Regions from separate parts of the Mus musculus genome. Here all the other regions are linked to region 1. A link is a contact called in public HiChIP or PLAC-seq and promoter capture Hi-C data. All regions are on one chromosome and are shown on one strand. Each heading gives the region's core, a stretch centred on a gene start, on an enhancer-like site or on the middle of the called end of the contact. The rest is flanking DNA. Distances are from core to core; before and after follow the strand shown.

The links. Promoter capture Hi-C pulls out the DNA fragments that hold promoters and counts their contacts. HiChIP or PLAC-seq counts read pairs in DNA pulled down with a chosen protein or histone mark.
Region 2: a promoter capture Hi-C map of liver shows a contact between it and region 1, with 14 times the contacts expected there. The contact joins the promoter of Setd3 here to the promoter of Atg2b in region 1. A contact is called at or near these places in 15 of 39 promoter capture datasets (the 3T3-L1 cell line, 3T3-L1-derived adipocytes, the C10 cell line and 8 more), 4 of 484 Hi-C or Micro-C datasets (B cells, CD4 T cells, CD8 T cells and 1 more), 7 of 115 datasets of contacts at active chromatin or transcription factors (astrocytes, bone marrow-derived dendritic cells, embryonic midbrain and 4 more) and 2 of 9 other capture datasets (adipose tissue and liver).
Region 3: a contact with region 1 is called in an H3K27ac HiChIP or PLAC-seq map of thymic regulatory T cells, with 12 times the contacts expected there. The contact joins the enhancer-like site here to the promoter of Atg2b in region 1. A contact is called at or near these places in 2 of 39 promoter capture datasets (liver and maxillary cranial neural crest), 3 of 115 datasets of contacts at active chromatin or transcription factors (forebrain, large pre-B cells and thymic regulatory T cells) and 1 of 9 other capture datasets (embryonic stem cells).
Region 4: a promoter capture Hi-C map of embryonic stem cells shows a contact between it and region 1, with 4 times the contacts expected there. The contact joins the promoter of Evl here to the promoter of Atg2b in region 1. A contact is called at or near these places in 2 of 39 promoter capture datasets (cranial neural crest and embryonic stem cells) and 2 of 115 datasets of contacts at active chromatin or transcription factors (astrocytes and large pre-B cells).
Region 5: an H3K27ac HiChIP or PLAC-seq map of extraembryonic endoderm stem cells shows a contact between it and region 1, with 11 times the contacts expected there. The contact joins the promoter of Hhipl1 here to the promoter of Atg2b in region 1. A contact is called at or near these places in 2 of 39 promoter capture datasets (hippocampal neurons and liver) and 1 of 115 datasets of contacts at active chromatin or transcription factors (extraembryonic endoderm stem cells).
Region 6: a contact with region 1 is called in a promoter capture Hi-C map of pre-B cells, with 4 times the contacts expected there. The contact joins the promoter of Ccdc85c here to the promoter of Atg2b in region 1. A contact is called at or near these places in 4 of 39 promoter capture datasets (cranial neural crest, liver, pre-B cells and 1 more), 1 of 484 Hi-C or Micro-C datasets (CD4 T cells), 4 of 115 datasets of contacts at active chromatin or transcription factors (acute myeloid leukemia, astrocytes, pro-B cells and 1 more) and 1 of 9 other capture datasets (liver).
Region 7: a promoter capture Hi-C map of liver shows a contact between it and region 1, with 4 times the contacts expected there. The contact joins the promoter of Cyp46a1 here to the promoter of Atg2b in region 1. A contact is called at or near these places in 2 of 39 promoter capture datasets (cranial neural crest and liver) and 1 of 115 datasets of contacts at active chromatin or transcription factors (astrocytes).

What each region holds. Positions count from the first base shown.
Region 1 is chr12:105,683,685-105,686,996 of GRCm38.p6, reverse strand. It overlaps Atg2b (autophagy related 2B), which reads left to right and starts at 1,756. Exons shown (of 42, transcript NM_029654.4): 1 at 1,756-2,328. The coding sequence starts at 2,167. Gskip (GSK3B interacting protein) reads right to left here and starts at 1,645. Exons shown (of 3, transcript NM_178613.3): 1 at 1,539-1,645. The coding sequence starts at 1,552.
Region 2 is chr12:108,178,004-108,181,245 of GRCm38.p6, reverse strand. It overlaps Setd3 (SET domain containing 3), which reads left to right and starts at 1,962. Exons shown (of 13, transcript NM_028262.3): 1 at 1,962-2,093. Ccnk (cyclin K) reads right to left here and starts at 1,508. Exons shown (of 12, transcript NM_009832.2): 1 at 1,366-1,508.
Region 3 is chr12:108,202,650-108,205,954 of GRCm38.p6, reverse strand. It overlaps Ccnk (cyclin K), which reads right to left. Exons shown (of 12, transcript NM_009832.2): 12 at 2,596-3,305. The coding sequence ends at 3,254. It overlaps Ccdc85c (coiled-coil domain containing 85C), which reads left to right. Exons shown (of 6, transcript NM_001159910.2): 6 at 1-2,355. Among named protein-coding and RNA genes, the nearest start is that of Ccnk, 25 kb to the right of the region's middle. Within about 2 kb of position 1,879, at least 7 of the 459 cell types and tissues checked have an H3K27ac peak or open chromatin away from gene starts, as enhancers often do. A contact at or near this core is called in thymic regulatory T cells, where this site is marked.
Region 4 is chr12:108,553,383-108,556,499 of GRCm38.p6, reverse strand. Evl (Ena-vasodilator stimulated phosphoprotein) reads right to left here and starts at 1,780. Exons shown (of 13, transcript NM_007965.3): 1 at 1,287-1,780. The coding sequence starts at 1,291. It overlaps Gm16596 (predicted gene, 16596), which reads left to right and starts at 882. Exons shown (of 3, transcript NR_045753.1): 1 at 882-1,121.
Region 5 is chr12:108,304,657-108,307,639 of GRCm38.p6, reverse strand. Hhipl1 (hedgehog interacting protein-like 1) reads right to left here and starts at 1,370. Exons shown (of 9, transcript NM_001044380.1): 1 at 957-1,370. The coding sequence starts at 1,229.
Region 6 is chr12:108,273,726-108,277,196 of GRCm38.p6, reverse strand. Ccdc85c (coiled-coil domain containing 85C) reads left to right here and starts at 1,804. Exons shown (of 6, transcript NM_001159910.2): 1 at 1,804-2,859. The coding sequence starts at 2,064.
Region 7 is chr12:108,332,830-108,336,089 of GRCm38.p6, reverse strand. It overlaps Cyp46a1 (cytochrome P450, family 46, subfamily a, polypeptide 1), which reads right to left and starts at 1,774. Exons shown (of 15, transcript NM_010010.2): 1 at 1,526-1,774. The coding sequence starts at 1,644.

The sequences.
Region 1 (3,312 bases), core at 507-3,006:
AAGCCTGATACACAAGGTCCTGCTGGGACTTCCCACCCAGCTCTGTTTATAGTACAGAGAGTACTGTCATTATTTACTTGTAAGGTTCAGAGTCTCTTTGAGCCAGGGTCTCCCCATGTAGACCAGGCTGGCCTTCAACTTAAGGAGAGAGCCATCTGCATCTGTTTCTCTAGTGCTGGGATAAAACTGTGTACCTGATGCCGGGTAAGCATGTCTTATTAGTGTCAAAATATGCCTAGACCCAACCGGTTCTAGTCTTCAGGGCTTTCCTCCAGGCCAAACCACAGAATTTGGATTACTGCTCTGTCCTTCAGCACTGCCCTGGCTGTTTTCACCTTTGGTCTTCTAAGCCCAACATTCCACTATTAGCAACACTGTAGTTAGCAGTCTTAGGCCAGATTATGTAGCATTTCTTTTTATTTCACCCAGAGCAAAAGTTCCATCATTCCTTGCGATGGCTACACTCCTTCCTGTCTTCCCTCCTCAAATTCCTGGTACTTACCAAGCATTACGCATGTGGTAAGCCTTGCAGGTGGTGTTCTTATCTGAAAAATAACTCAGACGTTCATGTATCTTTCTACCTCCAAGTCTCCAACTAAAATATCATCTTTTAAAAATAAGAGGCCCTTTCTTACAAAGCACATAAAGACTCCGAATGGTGTGTGGTGGTGCAAGCCTGACATTTCAGCATTTGGGAGACCCTAATTTCTAGGGCAGTCTGGGCCACATAAGTTCAAAGTCAACCTCAACTACCTACCCAGTGAGAGACTGTCTCAAAACCCAATCCAACTAAACCAAAAGAACCCATTTTGAGGATGCCCCATTCACGGGCCAGAATTCCTTAATTCGGTCTCCTCAATCCAGGACTCGGTTTAGGTTCCTTCCCGGCACACGTCATTTCATTTGCCTCAATTTTCGAGTTTATGATATTAATCTGCTCACACCTGGCTGAGGTGGCAATGTAGGCTCAGAGAGGGTAGCATAGGTTCAAGGTGGCCCAGTGTCAAGTGTCAGGAATCTAACCCAGGACAGCAGACTTCCGGGCCTTTAGGGGCTGCCCTCCTAAGGAGCCAGCTGCGCCTCTTCACAGACTGTCTCCCTAAAAGATAAAAATCGGGCTGCGCAGAGCCTGCGGAGAGCACAAAGTCTTCCAGGAGGCAGCAGCCCCTCAGCGGGTCGGGAAGCGCCAGGATTTAACAGAGGAAACCGTACTGCCCGCAATCGCCCCGATCCCAAGTTTCCTGGTCGTCGGCGTGGCGCTCTGCAAACGGCAAACTACTAGATGCTTTGCAAACAAAGCCGGCAAGGGGGTGGGGGGGGGGGCAACCTGATGACAATAGGCATCGGTCAGAACCCGGACAGAAACGCCGGGTCTCCAGTCCTCGCCCTGCATCCCCGCATCACTTCCCGCAGGACAGCCCAGGCCGGACCCGCCCCCAGACCTCCGTCAGCCCTAGTCCGGGCGTCCGCCGGCGCCCACCACCCGGCCGCGACTGCAAGGTGAGGCTCCACGGGCCGCAGCCAGCCCGCCCACTCACCTGCGAGCGCCCATGTTCTTATCCTTCCTCGTCCGGAGACTGCTGGGGCCAGGATCGCGGCGCCGGCACCACCCCCGCCCCCGCAGTTGCCCCGCCCATTCACCACCGGAAATGCTCCGGCCCGGACTCTTTTTTTCCTGCCTTTCCAGCCCCGCAATATGGCGTCACTTCCGCTTGTGCCCGTTGCTCGAGTACGTGCCGGGAGTCTGGGTCTCGCGAACGCGCCAGGAGCGTGTCTCAGGCGGGAGCGCGCCCAGTAGATGACAACAAATTAGTCGCGCCGCGTCGGAGTCTTGTCTCGCCTCAGCCGCCAGCCCTCTCTGTCTGTCCCTCTGTCTCCCTACCGACGGAGCGCTTCGGAAGCTCCCGGCTTGGGGCGCCCGGTTCTGCTCAGCGCCCAGTCCCCGCCGGGCCTAGTGCGAGCGTCGCGACGCGGGCCATGGGGTTGCCCTGAGGGACGGCGGCGCCGAACCGACATGCAGCGGCCACCGCGAACCTAGATCCCCACCGCGGCTTGGGGACGCCGCCGGGCCGACCCTGAGGCGCTGCCGCTGCCTGGAGCCCAGGTCGGATCCCCCGAGTCGCCGCCGCGTGCAGCCCCGGCTCCCTCGAGCCGCCAGCCCTCACCATGCCTTGGCCATTTTCAGAATCCATCAAGAAGAGGGCCTGTCGCTACCTCCTACAGAGGTACCTGGGCCACTTCCTGCAGGAGAAGCTGAGCCTGGAGCAGCTGAGCCTGGATCTGTACCAGGGCACCGGGTCCCTTGCCCAGGTCCCCTTGGACAAATGGGTAAGCTGCTGTCAGCCAGCAGGGGTAGGAACTGGCTCTCCCCAGGGCGAGACCTGAGCGACTGTCATCCAGCATCGGGCACGTTCGGTTCTCCTTTGGGAATTGTTTAGATTCAAGTGTGGCCCGGCTCAGGGAAGTGTGTAAAGTGTAGCAAGTTTGCGCTCCTAGATCACGTGCTCCGGCTTAAACGGTGTAATGGAGGCACACACGGGGCGAAACAATCGAGTCATTGGTTGGGGGGGGGGGGGGGCGCTTGTGAGGCAGGCCCAGGAAAGTACGTGGCCACCCTTGCCTCTTGGGCTGCGAGTGTCTGCGGTGTTCCTAGGCAAACAAACCCTATTTCTGTGGATGACGTTAAGAAAAATTAAAGATGAAGAGGAGGTGACAGAAATCCCCAGTTATTTATTTTGGTCTGGATGCTGGTATATTTGCGTTTGCTGGGTTGGTTGTCTTCATTCACTGAAAGAAAGTTAGGCGAAGGCCCCTCTTGCCAGTTTGCCTGCTCTGCTTGCGTGAGGTTGTGAATGGCCCCAGTAGTGCTGTTTAGATTTGCCCTTTTGCTTCACGTGATAGATCGACAGGTCGTAAACGCAAATGTTGCAAAAGCTCGGGAGCCGAAGCCGCAGCGTCAGCCTTTTTTTAAAGAACCTGTTTCCTCCTAGAGGCTGTGAGTTGACTTCACCTGAACTTTGAGTATATTCAGTTCGCCAGAAGCAGTTGTATTTGCATCAGTGGGCTAAAATGCCTACTATTTTACTTAAGGCCTTGGGTTTGTCGAGTCTACTCTTTTTTCGAAAAGCTTAAATTATGGAAATTCCTTGACAACTTGTATTAAGAGGTATGACACAAGGTAATTGTAACGAAACTAGGTGACTTAAACCAGAGAGCACACACAAGTTAGTTTAGACAGCTCTAGTTTGAGTAACAGAAAGACCTGCCTTATACCAAAATAGTCCTAGGCTTTCACAGTCTGCCGAAAGACAG
Region 2 (3,242 bases), core at 713-3,212, 2.5 Mb before region 1:
GTTTAAGAAATTCCTACAAAAAAAGGAAACACCTAAAACCAATTTTATTTATCGTGGGCAATTTTTGACTTGCCATCGATTATTTAGCAAACAGATTTTGACAACACTAACAGCTTCTCTCTCTCTCTCTTGGTTTCTGGGACACTGCTTCTCTATGTAGCCTCGGCTGTTCTGGAACTTGATCTGTATACCAGGATGGCCTTCAATTCAGACAGATCTGCATGCCCCTGACCCCAAGTGTTCTAATTAAAGATGTGAGCCACCACTACCACCCAACTGACACTAACAATTTTAATCAAAATGTTTATCAACATTACTATTTCTCAACTATTATCATTCATTCAGCAATAGTTTACTAAGTGCCATATAATGTTCTAGGTATTGAGGCTTGAAATCACTACACTTTCATGGAATCACTCATAAAAAAAAAGTTAAAGACACCCACAACTGCAAAATGCTGGCCAATTATTCTTTAAACAACATATATCAAGATACCACCTGTGTGAGGTTTGTCTTTAAAACCTAAAAGGCCAGTCTTTAGCTAAGACTCATGGCACATGACTTTTTAATTTTAAGTCCAGCATTCTGGAGGCAGAGGCAGGAAGATATCTTTGCGCTGGAGGCCAGCCTAGTTTACAGAGAGAGCTACACACCAGCCAGGGTTACGTAGGAAGACAGCCAGTCTGTGATAACTGATTTTAAACACTGAGTGACTTATGGAAAGCTGTGTTTTATTGGTAGTCCAAAGTTAAGAACACCACCAAGAATACATTAGGCAGGTTAAACTGCTTAAACGTTTTCAGATTAACATATACATGTTATTTCTCAACTTAATAAAGATCAGTTCCCCTAACACCGAGGCAAACAAGCACTCAGGAGAGGATGACGTCTGGGTAAGAACGAGTCTTATCGAGGAAGTCCCTTTTCATTCCTGGTCCTACCTGAGTTCCGTGGTTCAAGAGTCACGGAACACTTTCCAAAGCCTCAATCCTACTTAACAGAGGGATCCACAAGCCGTGGGTGACCGGGTCGGTCTGAGGCAGGGTCTGTGCGTGTAAGCCCCGCCACCCTTTTATTCCTCGGCTAGGAATCCCCCAAACCGCAACCACTTTCCTCTGCGAGGTCAGCTTCCAGTTCCAGGCATTAGCGGCGCACCCCAGAGGACCCGACCCTGTCCCGAAGCTCCCTCGCCGCCAACCCCGCGTCGCCTGCTAATTTCAACGTGCATCAGGGATTCCAAGGAGGGCGGTGGAATCCGGGAAGCCGGACTCTTCCGTAGAACCCAGGCAGCTGGAAAATACCCTCCTCGGACCACCAGGAGCGCAGACGGTGGGCGGCGCTGCCCGCGGCCAGCTAGATACTCACCCCTCGCCTCAGGCAAAACCCTCAGCGACGTCTCTCCTTCCTGACAGCAGCCATCTTGGAGGTGGAATGTCGGGGAACTACGTCATTTCCCTGCGTCTCGGGACGTTAAGAAGCGGCCGGAGGGGGCGGCGAAAGTCAGGTGCCTGTCAACCAATTAGAAGAAAGTAAAGCTAAAAAAAAGAAAAAAAGTAACAAGTCAACAGTCGCCGCTCCGCCTACCCTGCGGCCTTGTGGACTGCGGCCCGTAGGGGGAGGGGAAACACTCGCACACACCCTCCCATCGCCCCACCCCCTTGGCGAAAGGGAGTTCGGGAGCAACCGAACCTGTTAACGGAACTTCGGCCCGGAGGCGGAGCCAGGGCTCCCGTCGTTCAATCACAGCGCGAGATCTAACCAATCGAGTCTTCGGATACGGCTCCGCCCCGGTTGCTGATGTCCAATGGCTGATCAGCACCCTGGCTGGCGGGCGGATGGGCGGCGGGGCGGAGCCGCGCCGAGGCGTGTTAGGTGCGGGCCAATGAACGGCGGCGGCGGCCCGTGGGCGGGGCCCAGGGGCGGGCGGAGCCGGGTTGGGCCTAGGCGGCGGGGCTGTCTCTGGCTGCCGTCCAGCCCCTCCCGTCCGGCCGCCGCCGCCACCGCCGCCGCCGCCGCCTGGGGGTTGGTTGAGGCGGACGGTGGGGTCCCGGCCGGAGTGTGGCGCCGCCGCTGCGCGAAGACGAAGCGGGCAGGTGAGTGCGGACGGCAAGCACCCGCGTGCGGCCCGCGGGCTGAGGGGACGGGGTTCCACCGCTCCTTAAGGAGGTGAGGCCGAGCGTGCGGACTCCGAGGTCCGGTGCTCGGCCGCGACCGAGTTCTCAGGGCCTGGGAGGCTGTGGGCTCCGAGGCCCGGCAGGCCCGGTCCCTGAGGGGACTGGCGAGCGTCTGCAGCTTCCCTCTTCCACCGGGACGGGGGCAGGCGGCAGGTTCAGGGCGCGGCCTGGGCGCGGCCTGGGCGCCGCCCTCGGGTACGGCCGGGGCCCGGAGTGCGCGCGGGGCGCTGGGACTGCGTGCGGCGGGCTGCAGCCTTGGTTTCCTTCCTCCGGTGGCAGGCGCACGCGGCTTGGGGCCGAGGCCCCTCTGCAGCTCTCTGTTGCCCACGGGGAGCCCGGCCCCCGCGCCTTGTCCTCCACTGCCCGCTCGCAAAGGCGGGCGTAGAAAATAGGTCAGGTTTCTTCCCACGCGCCCCTGGCCGAGGTCCACACGCGACGAGCGCGCTGCGAGAGAGAAGCGGTCCGTGCTCTCGGAGTTTGCCATTCCGATTTTCAACTCTTCCTTCTTGCGGCTGCAGCCTGGGCATGCGACTCTGCCTCTTCTCCCCGCCTGCCACTCTTGGAGAAGGAGCTGATTAGTGACGTGCGCCACTGGCTGCCGAGGGGCCTCACCCCCTCCGCGTCGTGTCGGGAGAGGACGTTGGTGCGTTTCTGGAGGGGTGCACGCGTAAAGATGACTCGGGACATGCTGTAATCCATTTCTAAACGAAAACGGTGTTGTTACCGAAGTAAACACATTTGAACAGGATGTTGACAGCCATCTTGCCTTTGCAGACCCTTAGAAGATTGAGGTTTTACTGATAGATGTAACAGAACTGCATCCAGGAAGGCTGAGGCAGGGAATCCGGAGTTTCAGGCCTGCCAGAGCTACATAGGGAGACCCTTTCAAAAAACACACAAAAACTAAAACCAGACTTGGACACTGAAAGTGTGGGTTTTTCATATGTGATACTGTTCCCATTTCCCTTTCAAAGGCGATGCTGAGGGTGTTTTTAAAATGAGTTTTAAACAGTGATAGTCTTGGGGAGTTTTAAGTGAACGCACCCTTAAAATACAGCAGTATAAAAG
Region 3 (3,305 bases), core at 630-3,129, 2.5 Mb before region 1:
CCACCGGAGCCTGAATCGTGACGCGGGTGGCACTTTTCTGCTACCCTGCCAGAGCCAGGACCCTGGGTCACAGAGCACTGGGTCCCGTGTGTCCATGACTGGCTGGGAGCTCAGGGTTCCCTGTCACCTGGGGGTCGGTGCTCAGCCACCCCGAAGCCAGCTTCTCCTCGTTAGTATTCACTCCTTCAGTGACGTCTCCTCACCAATGCCAGGCTTAGCCACTTTGTAGGTCTCTCCTGCCAGGCTTCCTTTTCTGGTTTACAGCAACATAGGAAAGTCCTGGAGAGTGTCTGAGCCAGGCTCAGCATTCTCAATGGGCAGGTAGAACTGGGCCATTGCCCAGGGTCACTGTCAATGTGACGGAGCACCCCCCCCCCCCCCCGCCCGTGTGCTACAAGGAGCCACCCCTGATCCCCTGATGAGGTTTCCTTGGGAAGGATGGGGGCATGCCTGGTTCTGGCTTTAATCTGCTGTGTGGCCTTCAGCCAGCCACTCAGCTTCCCTGGGCCCCCAGCCGTTCCTTCTGCCTCTTGCTCACTCTAGAAACCACCCCAGTTTTGTGGACCTCTGTCCTCACAGTGGAAGAGCTCATGTGGCAACCTACTGGGAACATGCTAGGCCAGCCTGTTTGTCATGCTGTCTCCTCACAGGTCACATCTGAGCCTTAGCCCCTCCCTCCAAGGGACCTGTGGGCGGGGGCGGGGGGGGGGCGGGGGGGTCAAATGCGTGCTTCAGTGAACGTTGCTCGCGCCTCAGCCGGAAGGCGGCACATGGCTGTCAGGAGTTTTCTCTAGTGTGGTTGGAGGAGAGTGAGGTGCTTTTGTGAACCATGCAGATGCTGTCTGTAGGAGGCCCTGGCCACACTGCTGGCTTCGCCAGTTCCGTGTATTTACATCCACACCCATCAGCTGTCCTCACGCAATGGTACTTAGAGCCCCATGCAGCAAGCCCAAAGAGCTTGTCCTTGCCTCAGGTCCCTCCCAAACCCTGTGAGCAGAGGGGACAGGCCAAGAAGGTGGGTGACATCCTTGCTCCCCAACAAGCCCAGGCCCCGTAACCTTGGGTGGTACCCAGCACCTTTGCTGCCCACACCCTTGGGTCCCACACTCTCAGGGGAAAGGCCCATGGCCCTCGGTGTGCCCAGGGAGTGTTGCGCAGGGGCTGTAGGGGACCGGCCTACTGCTCCGGCTGTTGGTGGCACTGGGAAGCTCTTTCTAGGAGCTGCTGGATGGTCAATCGATAGAACTTGCAACTCCATCTGCCGGCCCCAGCTGGTACTGGGTATTTCTAAGTGGGCTGCTGGGCAGGCAAGACCCTTCCTGGTTCTTTGAAGCCAAGAAACCGCAGAATAATGTTGAGGTATGTGGCCCACACAAGGTGGGAGCCAAGTCAGAGAGTCCCAGTCACATTTGTATCAGGACAGTTCAGCCACCTCTGAAATAAGCAATAAGTAAGAGCTCTTGGAGTCTGAAGACAAGAAAGATCCTGTCCCTAGTGCTGCAGGGCATCCAGGGAATCTAAAGAGAATTTCTCACAGGCTCCTCTGCCCTTGTGCAGGCAGAGAGAGACAAGCTATACCCCAGCCCTCGGCAGTAGGCTGGCTTCCCTAGGACAGCCTGGGTCATATCTCAAACCTAACAGGAGAGGCCAGCAGCAACCCAGTTGAGCCCGGGGCCAGGGAGGGCAGGTGGTCTTCCGTGACCCTTCCCTTCTGGAGCCTTAGCCTTTGCAGTGCTGATTCTCCACCCCAAGCTCACAATATGCTTGTGCTGGCTCCACCCCCGTCCCCACTGTGACAGGTCACTTGGCCCCATCTAGGGTGGCCTGGCCTTCCCCGGAGTCAGAATCTGCTGAGCACATCTTCATTTGCGATCAACAGCCACGCGCCAGTGTTTCAAGACAAAGTGACCTTTCATTTTTCTTTCTTGAAACTTGAGAGGAAGTGAGATACATACTACTGATCTTTTTTTTTTTTTTTTTTTTTTTTTTTTTAAGAAACAAAATGCATGGCTGCAGAGTGGCAGAGGTGTCTATTTTCATACTGTGGGGGAAAGCGTGCTGCTTTTGGGAGGGGCTGGAGTGCCTGGTTTCTGCCCTGGGCCGGTCTTCTATAGGAGTTGGTGGTGAGACCTGCAGCTGCCCCTCCTGCCCTGGCCGTGTAGAGCTGGAGCCTGTGCACTTCGGCCGTTTCTACCTTCTATCGAACCACTTTGATTTGTGGAGAGAGAAAAAAAATAGAACTTTTGATAGTGTGGTAAAAGCATTGATTTGAACTATTTTAGTAAAAGGAGTAACATAAGATTGTGACAGTGTCTACTTTGAACTAGATAATAAAGGCCTCTTTGTGAGCCTCGGAGCCGAGTGTGTAGTGCTTTTTTCCTGTTGTGAGCTGACGGCTTGTTGGGTGGGCAGCTGGTCCCACCCTGGATAGGAAAGACCACTCATGGCTACTGTCAGGTCAGGAACATGAGGGTCCTAAGCCTGATAGAAGCTCTAGAAGCTCATGTAGCCCAGAACACCAGGTCCTCCAAAGGAGGCACAGGCCGTGGGACAGATCAACTGAGGTAGAGAGAGAGGCTGTACTCACACATAAACGGTAGTTTCAGAACTGATTTTATTCGGGCAACTGACTGAAGGATTCTCATTTGTAACCAAGATGGAATTCACAGTATGTTGTTACATTCACGCTTAAAAAATATCTCTCTATGTACAAGACTTTGCAAAGAGATGTAAACATACATTGTTTTCCAAGTACACACCTCCTTTCTCCATGGAGGGAAGGAGACAGCCACCCGTCAAGGCAGCCCCCCAGATGACAATAGAGGACAGAGTTACAAGCTAAGTGGGGAGTCACCTCACCTACTAGGGGCCACAGAGAGAAGCCACAGAATGGAAGAACAACAGCCAGACTGCAGACAGGAGGACATGGATACCAAAAGTTAGTTCTCAGGAAAATTAGGCACTGATTTCTAGAGGGTTAGTCACTCCTTACTGAAGCTATTAACTGAGCCAATGTGGCTACTTAACATCTTCACTAGTATTAAAGTAGCCCCGTGCAGGACACAGACGGCAGCGGGGACTGGATGTGATCACACCACAGCAGGCACTGCCCAGGGCACACAGTTCATGCCAGGGCCCAGCCCTCCCACACTGCAACTGTCTAGCATATACAAGGCGCCCTGCTGCCGCCCCCTCAGTCTATTCTTCAAGTTGGTTGGAAAACAATTCTTAAAACAAAGGGGGGGGCGCCCCGTTATCTCATCCAGGCCGCCCGCCCTAGCCCCCCAACAGGTGGCATACCAGGT
Region 4 (3,117 bases), core at 531-3,030, 2.9 Mb before region 1:
TCATTTCATATGAAAAGCAAAATACTAGCATTTCTTCAAAATGTTAACAAGCTATCTTCTTCACTTAAAAATAGGAAACTCTACTAATTAAGAAGAAGCTAAACTGGACAATACTTAAACAGACACTTTATTTAAAAAACAAAAAACAAAAAAACCACCAAACACACACAAATGGACAATCAGTCGCTTTAGTCAACCAGAAACTGCAAATTAAAACCCTGATGGAATGTCACTTCACACTCACCATAATGGCTAAAATTTCACACAGACAATACCAAGAGGTGTCAGGAATTTTTAAACAAGGGCTAGTAAATGCTTGCTGGTATAAAGTGATAACATGATTTTGGGGATTTAGTTCTATCAACTACGACAAAAGATGTACATGTTTTTTATGTAAAAAAAACCAAACAAACAAAAAAACGAAACAAAACAAACAGACAAACAAAAAACCCAACTTACTTGTGGGTAGGGAAACTATCTACTCAATAGATATGAATGCTTTAGGAAGTACACCCACCGGCATATTCATTGCAACGTTAATGGGGAAAAGCTACACACAACTCAAAAGTCTACTAACAGTAGAATGGATACAGTGTGTACTATCTATACTATGCAGGACAGTAAGTAGATAATAGAAACACTATGGACGAACTTCAGAAATATCTTTGATGAAAGTAGGCAGACACAAAAATTACAACAGTGCATTATTTGATTTAAACAGTTCACAGAACAGGTGAACCGAATCTACAATTGGACGCTACGGTGTTTAAGAAAGATGTGCCTAGAAGATAAAATTGCACAGAAAAAAAGAAAAAGAAAGAGAGAAAGAAAACCCGGCATACGCTGCCCCGCGCCCCACCCCACCCCAGAAAGCAGGCTAAGGTTAGTCTGGAAAGGAAGGCTGGGTGCAGCAAATGAAGAGGGCACGCGGGTTTCTGGGTGTTGACAAGGTTCTAGCTGAGTGGCACATCAAAAGCCGTACCTTTTGGGGTTGCACACTCTGAGGGTTGGCAAGAGAAAGGGGACAGGTCAGAAGAGAAAGGTGAAGAGGAGAGCGCCCTAATGGAGAAGAGCTCCGTGCGGATGGCAAAGTGTGGACCGCCGGCGCGGCGCGCGCAGCGGTAAGGCACCGCAAGGCGGGCGCGGCCTCCCGCGGACCCCGCGGCCTGAGCGTCTTCTGGTGCTTGGGCCGCCGGCTGGGGGCTCTGGGGCCGCTTCGATGCCCGGGCACCCCACCCTCCACGCCGGGCGCTCCAGGCCTCGCTGCGCTCGAGGCCCCGACTCACCTCATCGTGGCTGCCGGGCGGGCACGGGGCCGGGGATGAAAGCGCGGCGCGACGGGACGCTAGCGGGGCAGCCGACCCCGGGCGCGGCGGCTCCGCGTCTGGCTGGGCTGCAGGCGGCGGCGGGGGCTCATCTTCTCCGGCGGGCGTCCGGGCCGCTAGCTGCGAGGCAGCGCGGCCGCGGCGGCGGCGGCGGTGGCGACTGACAGCTGGGCCCCGGCCCCTGCCATCTTGGCGGGCGCGCGTGCCCGGGCCGGCGCGTGCGCGTCCCGACCGCCCGCCGACGGGCCGGGGGAGGGGGCGAGCGGCGGGGTCTCGCGGGCGGGAGCGAGCGCGCGCGTCCGCCTGAGACTCGGGGCGGCGGCCGGAGGATGGGGTCCGGGGTGCGGGGTGCACGCGGGGCGGAGGACCCCTCCGCCCGCCGAGGAGACTGCGCGCGCCGACGCCCCTCGGTCGGCGGCCGCGGAGGGAATGAGCGCGCGCCGCAGCGAAGCTCCACACAAAAGGCGCGGGGCTCCGTGGTCCGCGCCTCTAAGAGGGCGGGGCGTGAGGGGCGGGGCAGGGGTGTGGCCCAGGTTCAGAGGGGCGGGGCGAAGCTTTGTGGAAAGGGTGGCTGGGCAACCGGGCCTGGGGGCAAGACGGGGGGCGTGGCCTAAGGTCCCAAAGGAGATACTGTAGCTTAGAGGAATGGGGTTAACTTAGTGAATTCCAGGGTCTTGTCTGCGAGAGAAAGACCGGGGCGACCTTAACGGGAAAGCTTAGGGATCTTAGGTCTAGGAGAGGCCTGGAGGATGGGGTTAGTAGGGAGAGACAAAGCGGAGCTCCGCGGAAAGGGCTGGAGGGTGGTGGGCCTGGGGCCGGGGTTTGGGGCGTTGACCTGGAGCTAGGCGAGCAGAGTCGGGCAGAGACCCCACAGAATCCCTGGTGGTGGAGGAGTTGTATAGAAAAGGGCAGGTGGAGAGGCTTAGGGCAAAGGGTGTGATTTGTGAGGCAAGGCTGAGCGGGGAGAGTGCCAGGAGGCACGTGGAGCCCTACTGAACCGGCTTTCCAGTGCATTCAGAACAGAGCATTATGGGCTGAAAGTTGCAATTTTTAAACGGATCCCTTGCTCTGCAGTACTGTTAGCAATGCCTGAGGTTATAGTTCTCCTAACCTCATGTGTTCCCTTCTTCCTGGGAACCAGATTGGTCTCTTTGTTACAGAAGAGCCTTGTCACATCCTAAGAGTTATGAAAATACTCAGGCCTCAGGTCACCTGAAGGTATTCCAGGTGTCCCCAGGAGAGTCCGGGTTGGTGCACACTTTTATTCCAGCCAGACATTGTGCTTTTCCACCAATCTCCAGGTGTCTGTCCCTGGGGTCTAACAAGTTGTTGCCATTCTGTAACTTGGAGGGAAGAATTAGTTGGTGGGTTTGCTGTAAAGATAGTGTCCTTCCTCTGCACCCCACACTAGAATCACTGACACTTTTGAGGAGAACCCATTTTCCAAAGCCAAGAACCGGTGGCCTCCAAAAAGAAATCTTTTTGAGGCCACATGTTTCAAAAACTGTTTAACTTTTTGTAACATTTTATATCAGAAGAGTGGGAAACACCAAGTTCTTCTACATCCAAGGAATAAAGCCTTCTTTCTGCTTTGCTCAAGAGAGGTTGGCTTCAAATGGCTAGCTGTTAGGGAAAGGGGAAGGGCGGGTGGGGGTAGGGAGAAATGTGAGCAAGTCCCTTTCAGTCTGTTTCCTACTGACCTTGGTGCCTCAACAGATCCTCAGCAGCCTGTAAGGTGAGCTTCGGGATTCCCACCTACTGGATAAACATGTTTGGCATTAAATGTAGGGCT
Region 5 (2,983 bases), core at 121-2,620, 2.6 Mb before region 1:
GGCTGGCTGGCATTCCTGCAATCAGATCAGTCAGGCAGGATACTCCGCATCGACATAAGGGAAGCGATAGTTCAGCGTGGATCGAAGTAAGGGCTTCACTATCAGAGGAGAGATGAGAGTAACTCATCTGGGGAGAGACTCTACCAGGTGAGGAGACCAGTAGCTGAAAAGAAAGGTGGGTGCTTTAAGCATCCTGGCCCTGAGGAATGGGCTCTCAGACTACTCCTTTCAGTCTGCCTGTGGAAGAGTCCTCATCGGAATAAGCAGTCCCCAGACTGCTGACAAAGTCATGCCTCAGATTTGGCTACATATCTTCCCATCCTGCCTTCCTAGACTTAGCAAAGACTTCATCCTGGTACCTGACAGAGATAGGACTCTCTGCAGTGGGGCACTGGAGGAGGGGGGAGGGGGCGGGAGCTTCCAGGGTGTCCCAGAGAATAGGAGTCTTGAGTCTCTAAGAGGAACTGAGGCTCCTAAAAGGCCCAACATCAGCAGGGCAGTGGTGTTGCCTCTGTCTCCCAGCACTTGGGAGACAGAGGCAGGCGGATTTCTGAGTTCAAGGCCAGCCTGGTCTACAGAGTGAGTTCCAGGACAGCCAGGGCTACACAGAGAAACCCTGTCTCGAGGGAAAAAAAAAAAAAAAGCCCAACATCTTTGCAAAGCAAATGAATGACAAGAGCTAGCTAGCCAGGTCTTCCCGCCTGATACCAAGTCACTCCCTCTTGGACCCCCCAAGCTCCAAAGTCTGGTACCCGCTCCCGACCCTTGCCCCTGTGGTTGCCATCACCTCCAAAGTTCAGGATCCATTCCTAAGTCTCATGCCTGTAGGGTCGTCATTCCCCTCCAAGTCTGGGACCCACTCCTGAGTATCGCCCTTCTGGGGATGCCATTCCTGCTCCGCCCCCGCCCCCGCCGCCAGCGACTAGTGTTCCACGTGCCTCCGTGCACCCGCTCACCTGGCACAGCAGGTCCAGAGCGTAGCCGGCACACGTCGCCCACACCCCGGCATCCATGCGGGTCTCCAGGACCCGGAAGCGCCGGGCCAGCGCCGCGTCCTGCTCCGCGGTGCAGCAGCCGAAGGCGGAGTACTGCGCGCAGAAGCTCAGCGGCTGCGGCGGCCGGAAGGGCGGCCTGAAGTCCAAGCACTGCGGGTGCGCGGCGGCCAGCAGAGCGCGCAGAACCAGCAGCGCCCCGGGCCCGATCCGGGCCACAGCCCTCCGTCCCGCCATTCTCCTGGCAGTCTGCAGAAATAGCAGCCAAAGGCCGGCCAGCCAGCCCCGCCGATGCGCCCCCCAGGAGCCACTGGCCGCGCCCTGAGCGCCCGCCTCCAGCCTTGCTTGCACCCTCCCGGGAGATCACCGGGAAACCGGTGGATTCGCCCTACAGGCCTAGGGTCCAGGGACTCCCCTCGCTGGAGGTCACCTCTGCTTGGGAGCACTCTGCAGGATTGGAGGATCACGGCACTCTGCAGCTCCCCTCTGCGGGCAGCCCCCTCCTTCTGGCCCCAGCCTTTCCAAACCTGGCGTCTGGGAAGCCCCGGTTGCCCAGTTTCACAGTTCCACTTCTCTCAGGTGCTCGCTAGCCGCCAAGTAGACGAAACCCCAAAGCCCAAGTCAGGGACTCCTAGGTCCCACCTCCCACTGAGCCAGACAGGATCTTTAGCAGTGTTTAAATGTGGAGGTGTGGCATAAAAGACAGGTGGTGTTGCCTGGGACCTCACAAGAAGTGAAGCATGAGCCTGGGGGTGGGAGGGAACAGGCGCAACCGCACAGTCAGTCCATCTTTGGCCCTGCCAGGGCTTCTGTCCTCCCCTGGCCGTGGAACTCTCTACCCGTAGCCCAGAACCCGTGGGGTTCTGTGGGAAGCCCTAATGGGTGTGTCTCCTAGATGGTTGTTCGTCCGTCATCTCTCCTCCTGCATCTCTTGTCTCAACTTTACCCCAAGAGTGAACATAGACACTATCCCATGGGCTCAGAATTCCACCATGTCAAAGCCCCTAGCACTTGTCTATGAAGACCCCAGAACCGGCTTCTTCCTGGAATACTCTTTCCATCAGTTCTGTCACGCACACTCCCACGTGGCCTTCACATGATACCCACTTGCTGCTGTCTCTTTGAACAGCCCTGTATCAGTCAGTCTGCCACAGTTGCTGAGTGCGGTTGGGGTTGCTTAGATTCCACAGGGCTGTGGTTGGAGCCTGAAATGGGGTAGGGGTGGGGGCCAGCTATGAGTCAAAGTCCCCATATAAGAGCAAACATCTCATCTCTAAGTCTTTAAGGGCAAGCACGTGTAACTGACGTCAAGGATGAGAATCCACATGGGACGATGAGACAGCACGGAGTTTTGTAGTTGCAGCAGTTGGTCCACAAAGTCCCTGAATGGTTGGAGGTGGTTAGAAAAGCTATGGCCAACCGCTGCAGCTGGACCCTCGAGGGGGGAGAGGGGGAGACAGGGAGATGGCACTGTCAGATAGTTGGGGACAGACAGCAGGGGAAGAACATCCCACTCCATCCTCCTCCCCATTCCAGGCAGTGTTTATTATAGGCTTAACCGATCATAGCTGAATGGGAGTCTGAAAAGCCTTAGCTCGGGAGTTGAGTGACTACACAAAGTGCCAGGCAACAGTAGAGCCCCTGGTCACTGTGTCCTTGTCCCAGACTGGTAGCCAGATTAAGGTACCGGTAGCAGACCATTTGGGAAAATTCTTGGAGGCTAGATGTGCATAAGAGTGAGAAACCAGGGGTGTCACAGTCTTGGGGTTAAGCTCTTGCAAGTTTACCTCCAGGAACCCTGCCAGGGTCTCAGAGAAGGGCCAACAAAGCCCCCTGATGGTTCTGGTGGGCAGAGGGAAGCGGGGCTGTCAGGACCCTAAAGCAGGTTTACTCTCCAGGAGAAAGGGCTTTGAGATTCACCATGGGGGAGGAAAGACAGCCATTCACCTTACTGGTGATTCAATAAAGAAGGCAATGAACTCAGACACAGT
Region 6 (3,471 bases), core at 555-3,054, 2.6 Mb before region 1:
TGCCTTCAAACTCTAGGATTAATGTCCCGCACCATCTACGGCACCCTTTCTTGTTTTTTTTTTTTTTTTAATATATTATTACATTTCATTCTTTCTGTGTGAGTGTTTATGTAAGCTACTGCCCACTCTGGAGGTCAGAGGACAACGTGAGGGAGTAAGGTCTCTCCTTCCATCACTGTGTCCTGGGAATTAATTTAGGTTGTCAGGCTGGGCTTCACACTCCTTTACCTGCGGAGCCATCTCGCCGGCCCCTCCTCCCCTTCGAACCGGCCACTAACAAGCCAACCCTAAGGCCATTCCACTTGCTGTTCCTTTCACCTGTCCGGCCTCCAGGCTTACCTTTGTCCTTGTCACTCAGGTTTAGGTCCTAGCTCCTAGGTCCCTCCCAGAACACAGATCTAAGGCAATTGAATTCCCCGCATAGCGCTGCAGACAGCCTCACCGATTCTTCTCACGTTGTACTCTCTCCCTCCTCCCAAGAATGCCAAGTGCCCTCAGAGAGCAGTGGCCTCTTGTCCCGGTAGAATTCCCCCGGGATGGGGAAGGTGTAAGAGGGCACATGAGGTGGTTTAGTAAACGGCTGAGTAACTGTAAAAGGGGGATGTCAGCTGCTGCGCGGGCACGCGCTCCAGGCCCGGGTAGCTTACCCCGGTTTGTGCGCGCGCAGAGTGGGTTATCTCCTTGTAGGTCCAGGGGAAACGCATCCTTCCCTCGGCCCGCTGGCTGCAGAAGCGCTGTTAAATGCGCTTAGGGGACGGGATTTATAGGTGTGGGAAGATCCGTATGCTCCGCAGCGATGCGGGGCGAGGGAAGAAGGTTCTGCGGTCGCTGAGTACCTATGGACCCCAGCTATCTGGCCAGGGTGGAAGACCTTCCCTCGCCTTTCTCAGGGGTTTCCACCTAGCGAACTGCATGTTCTTCCAATCCCAGGGATTTAGCGGTGTAGTGCGCGGAAGGGAAGGGCTCGGAGAACTGCTCTGGGAAAAGGGCAGGTCCTCGGCTCCCACCACGTCAGGGGAAGAAGGGAGAGAGATCTGGCCCTGAGATAAGGCTGGCAAGGCTCCACGGTCTTGGGCTAGGGGTGGGAAGACAGCCCCGCTGCAATATTAGGCAGGGACCCAGGTGGCTCTGGTCGGTGGCCCGGAAAGGGACAAAGACCAGCCCTGCCCGACCCCCCATGTCAGGGTCCTATTGTTCCTCCTCTCTCGGACTGTACCGAACTCTGGTGCCCCCGAGAGGGAGGGAGGGAGGGAGAGAGCTGTGCTCGCCGGGTGGGCATCTGTTTATTAAGGGTGAGAAAGGGAGGGTCAGGGACGCTGGCCGGATAAGGGACGCGTAAATTCGCGCGTCGCCTTTAAGGGAAGCCCTGCCCTACCTTTCCCACCGGTCCCCGCCACCCCCTAGCCCTACCTGCATTTTAAAACCCCTTGTAGTCCTGGGATTGGCCCAGGCCGCGTCCTCCGGGCGAAGAAACTTGAACCGGGAGTGTGGGGGGGAGGAGGGTGCAAGGCCCCGCGGTTGGAAGATACCATCTTTTCAGCCTCCCCGCGCGCGCCCCGCCCCTCCCGCACACCCCCGAACCTGGCCAATCAGACCTGTGGGAGGGCGGGACCGTGGCTCGAGCGCGCCTCTGGCAGGGCGCCCGGCGGGCCGGCGCACCGCGTAGGGGGACCTCGGGGGCCTGCCACTCCTCTGACCGCCTCCCTTTCGGAGGCGTGGCCCAACGGCGGCGCCCCGCCCCCTCTCCGCCCGGGGTGGGCGGGGCAGCTGGGGCTCCGGGAGCGGGGCCGGGGGCGGGCCTCCGCCTGCTGCGCCCGAGCTCGGAGAGCCGGGGCACCGCGGCCGCCGACGCAGCCACGGTCCCGGTTCCTCAGTCCTGAGGCGTGCGCGGGCTCTCGGGTGACCCCAGAGGGGGCCGCGGGAGGGAGCGCGAGGCGGCGAAGGGCGGGCCGCACGCGTCCCCAGCCGCCCCCCGCGCGCGCGTGGCCGAGCCCAGAGAAGCCCCGGCGCGGGGAGCGCCGGCCCGGCGCGGGCGAGGGCGATGCCGCGGTGACGGCCCCGCCATGGCGAAGCCCCCGGCGGTGGCGGCGGCGGCTGCAGCGGCGGCGTCGGAGGAGCTGAGCCAGGTCCCGGACGAGGAACTGCTGCGCTGGAGCAAGGAGGAGCTGGCGCGGCGGCTGCGGCGCGCCGAGGGCGAGAAGGTGGGCCTCATGCTGGAGCACGGCGGCCTGATGCGCGACGTGAACCGGCGGCTGCAGCAGCACCTGCTGGAGATCCGCGGCCTCAAGGACGTGAACCAGCGGCTGCAGGACGACAATCAGGAGCTGCGTGAGCTCTGCTGTTTCCTGGACGACGACCGGCAGAAAGGGCGCAAGCTGGCGCGCGAGTGGCAGCGCTTCGGACGCCACGCGGCCGGCGCCGTGTGGCACGAGGTGGCCCGCTCGCAGCAGAAGCTACGGGAGCTCGAGGCGCGCCAGGAGGCCCTGCTGCGCGAGAACCTGGAGCTGAAAGAGCTGGTGCTGTTGCTGGACGAGGAGCGCGCGGCGCTGGCGGCGGCGGGGGGCGCTGGCGGCGGCGGCGGCGGCGCGGGCTCCCGCAGCTCCATCGACAGCCAGGCCAGCCTGAGCGGGCCCCTGGCGGGGAGCGCAGCGGGCTCGGGGGCCCGCGACGTTGGCGACGGCAGCAGCACGTCCAGTGCGGGCAGCGGCGGCAGCCCGGACCACCACCACCACGTCCCAGCGGCTCTGCTGCCCCCGGGGCCGCACAAGGTTCCGGACGGCAAGGCCGGAGCCACGCGCCGGTCTCTGGATGACCTGTCAGCGCCGCCGCACCACCGAAGCATCCCTAACGGCCTGCACGGTAAGCATCTCGCCGGGATCGGAAGCCCATGGGTGTCTGTCGTGAAGCAGTAGTAGTTTCTGGAGACCTCACAGGTGCGGGGTGGGGGTGGGGTCGCACCTTCAGACCCTTCCGCAGCTGGCATAGCAAATGGAGCATTCGGCGTGGTGGTGTCCCTGTCTAGCTGATGCCGCAGAAAAAAGTTTCTCCTCCGCAGCTTTTTGTGTTACCAGCTGGCACTCTGGGGCTGTCGAGGGGTGTCTCTCATCCTACCCTGAAAACACTTGAGGGCAGAGGAGAGTTTTTCTTGGAAGACTATGAAAGGCCCCTAAGCTAAAGCAAGTGAATTTTCCCTTCTGGTTGGAGTCCCTCAAACTCACTTAGCACCCACGACTGCACTGTGCTGTGGCTGGCTTTCTCCCCTGCTTCCTTCCCAGCTGAATCTCCTCCTGGGCTGGGCTGGGCTGGCACACAATCACCCGTGCTGAGACCTTGACGAAGCTGGGCCAGAGTACCCTGGGCTAAGATAAGAGTCTTCCTGGCTTCCCATAAGTCCCGCAGTACTGGTTGGGACACCTTTCTCAGTTCGGTCTCTACAGTTTTCCCCAGAGGATATATTTGGAGTGGATTCCG
Region 7 (3,260 bases), core at 525-3,024, 2.6 Mb before region 1:
GCCCCCTCCCTAAGGAGTTAGCATAGCCTTAAGCCAAGCCATGCAGTCCTGGAGAAGGCCTGTTTAGGAGGAGTGAAAGTTGTAAGTGCTAAACAAGGCAAGGGGGGGGGTGTCCAAGGGAGACCCCCAAGGTCAAAAGGAGGGCAGAGACACAAGGGAGAGAAGAGTGGCCTCCCCATGTCTCCAGCCACAGGGGTCACTCGGGTCCACAAACAGGAATTCAGGCTGCTGTACTGGAGATGGTACCTTCCAGAATGTTCATATCCAGAGGTCTTTAAGAAATGTGTCTAATACCTTTGCTTATTTATTTATTCATTCAACAGATATTTATTTATTGAGCAATTAAGTGCAACATGCCAGGCCCTGGAGGTATGACACAAGCAAACCCAACATCTCTGCCCTATTTGGGCTCACATTTTAGCATGGGGCAATCAACAGGTGGGAAAAAAGGTGACTCCAGGGGTAGCCTTAAAATTACCGGGGCTGGGCAGGCTTCACATAGAGGGATTGGGACAGCCTGTTTGATATGAGAACAAGAAAATACCACTCACAGGCCAGAGAAGGTGAATGGGGAGAGCCAATGGAGAGATGTAGGGGACAGGCAGGCTTAGGGCAACCGTAGTATGCAAAGGGGGCAAGAGGGGACAGGTACTAAGTTGCCTGTGAACTTAGTAGTAGCTTGCTAGCTGTGTGGTATGGTTCATGTGAAACGGGATTTTTCAACTCTGAAGTGATGGGAAGCCCTTGGGACACTTTCATTACACATCTACTCTAAGCTTCAAAAAGCTCTTGCCAGGTATAGTGGCACAGGCCTTTAATCCCAGCACTCAGGAGGCAGAGACAGGCAGATCTCTCTGTGAGTTTTGAGGTCAGCCTGGTCTATAGTGAGTTCCAGAACATCCAGGGTTTTGAAGAGAAACCTTGTCTCCAAAAAAAAAGGGGGGGGGGTGAGAAAAGGAATAAGAAAGAAAAGGAAAAGAAAGGTAAGCTTTTGATGGGAGCCATTGGTAAAGTGGCCAAAAACGGAATGGAAATACTGAGGACAAATGGAATGTCCCAGGACAGAAACACAGAAACAGAAAAACGTGACGGGAGTACAGTGTTCAGTATTTGGACAGGTTGGCCCTGTCCAAGTCCTAAAGTTAGCAGCGTCCACTTCGAAAGCAGCCTAACCTGGGTTTAAATCTAGGCTTACCAACTGTGTGACCTTGGCAGGTGACTTCCCCGCGTGCGCCTCAGTCTGCAGGTCTGAACGATGGGGTAACAGCAGCGCTTACCTGACAGGACTGTAGCTGCCGACACATTTGTGCGGCCCAGCCAAGCGCGGTGGGCGCCCAGCAGCTGCTGCGGCTGTGAGTAATTTGTTACTAAGAATAGTTAGCGCCCCTCTCCGGGCCTGCGTCTCCGGGCTGGCCGTGCGTACAAGACGAGGCTGGACCCCCGTCCTGGGCGCTGGCTCTGACGCGGTCCCCAGACCCCGCGATCGAGAGCCCCAGCCAGGCCCCCGCCCCCACCCCCCGCTCACCTGGGCCGCGGCGGCCCGGGGATGTGCTCATAGCGGCTGCGAGCGCGATGCACGAAGGTGCAGCAGAGGCCGAAGGCGAGCAGGACGGCGCTGCCGAGCAGCAGCAGCCCGGGGCTCATGGCTCGTGGTCGGCGCCGGTGCAGAGGGGGCCGGAGGCTGCGACCGACTAGCTGTCAGCGCTGCGCGCCGCCTCGGCCCCAGGCCCCGCGCTCACCAGCACCGCCCCCGCCGCTCGGCTCCGCCCCCGCTGGCTCGACCCCGCCCCGGGCACGCGGACCCGCCAACCACGTCTCCGCCTCCAGCCCTAGCTCTCAGGACCCGCCCCCGCACGGCCACGCCCTCTTTGAGGCCCAGCCCCAGCCGCCACGCCGTTCCCGCCCAGAGCGATAAGTATTCACCAATCACAACCTGGCTTTTGGCTCAGACTTTGAGGCCACGCCCCTTCTACCCTCTCTTGAGCTCAGACTCCACCCCGAAGTCGCCCCGCCCAGAACGCGTTGTCCTGGCAACCTCGCTTCCTGGGCGCAAGCTGCCCAGGCGGCGGCGCAAATCCCGTCCGCTGGCTCCGCCCCTTTGGCCTCGCCAACTGTCTCTCCGCGTGCAGTGCCAGGCCTCTTCCTTTCTCGTGCAAACCTTCTGAAAACCCTTTCCCAGCCCTCCAATCCCCGTCTTGCGCTGACTGTTCTCAAACATCTCCCTGAAACCTTAGCGCCCCAAAGTTAGTCAATCCCAAATGTCCTCGCGCTGCGCCTTCATTGCAGGTCGGTGCAAGCCTTGCGCCCGCTGTGTGCCAGCGTCCGCCCGGAGGCGGAGGACAAGATCCTAGCAGGATGCAGGAGTTCCTGGGCCCGGGAAAACCATAATCCTGAGTATGGGTGATGGTCCATAGGAATGTGCTGGGCTGTGCTCCGCCTTCTCACCCGGTGGAAGCGCAAAGTGCTCCTCACTTCCGAGTTTCAGTTCCCGTGGGGGACGCTCAGATAGGCCTGCAGTGGATGGGAGGGCCAGATGTGCGCTCTCCTTGACTAGATAAAGAGCCTCGGGATTGGGGAGTGGGGGCTCTGAAGACCTCGAGAGAAGGTCGGTTTCTGACTACTCCGAGACCTTGGTTAGGTCCTGGAGGGGTCTGAAGACAGAAAAACAGGAAAAAAGTGTGGACCGTGTGCCTACATTTCCGGGTATACAGGACCAGCCCCCGGGAGGGACATATCAGGGATCCGTGAGCTGCAGGTGACGGGGAGAGCTTTAGGAGCTGTGCTTGATTTCGGTCTGGAGAGGCCACCTCAGCCTGAACAAGACGGGAAGCCAAGCATCCAACCGGGGACTGGCCTCTGAGTGGCATTAGGGGGATGTGGCTTGCCACCGCGCCCCCGTGTGGTAGCGAGCGGCAGTCGCATGTGCGCAACAGGGACCTCCCGTGGCCCTGCTTGGGGGCAGAGGAAGGTCAGCCAGTTTAGTTTAGCCATTTGTGAAAGCTCCTGAATTGAGAGGAGATGAAGGCATGAGACTGCGAGGAGGGTGTAGACTTCTTGCGTGCTTTTAGGCGAGTTAAAGAGAGTAGACAGCAAAGACCGTGGGGCATCGTGGTGCTCACAGGAGAAAGGATCAAAAGTTCGAGGCTAGGTGGATATGGTGGGTGATACACACCTTGAATCTCAGCACTGGGAAGGCAGACCAGGCCAAGACTATACAGAAACCCTGTCTCAAAAATAAAATATTTTAGGCCTTCAGAGTT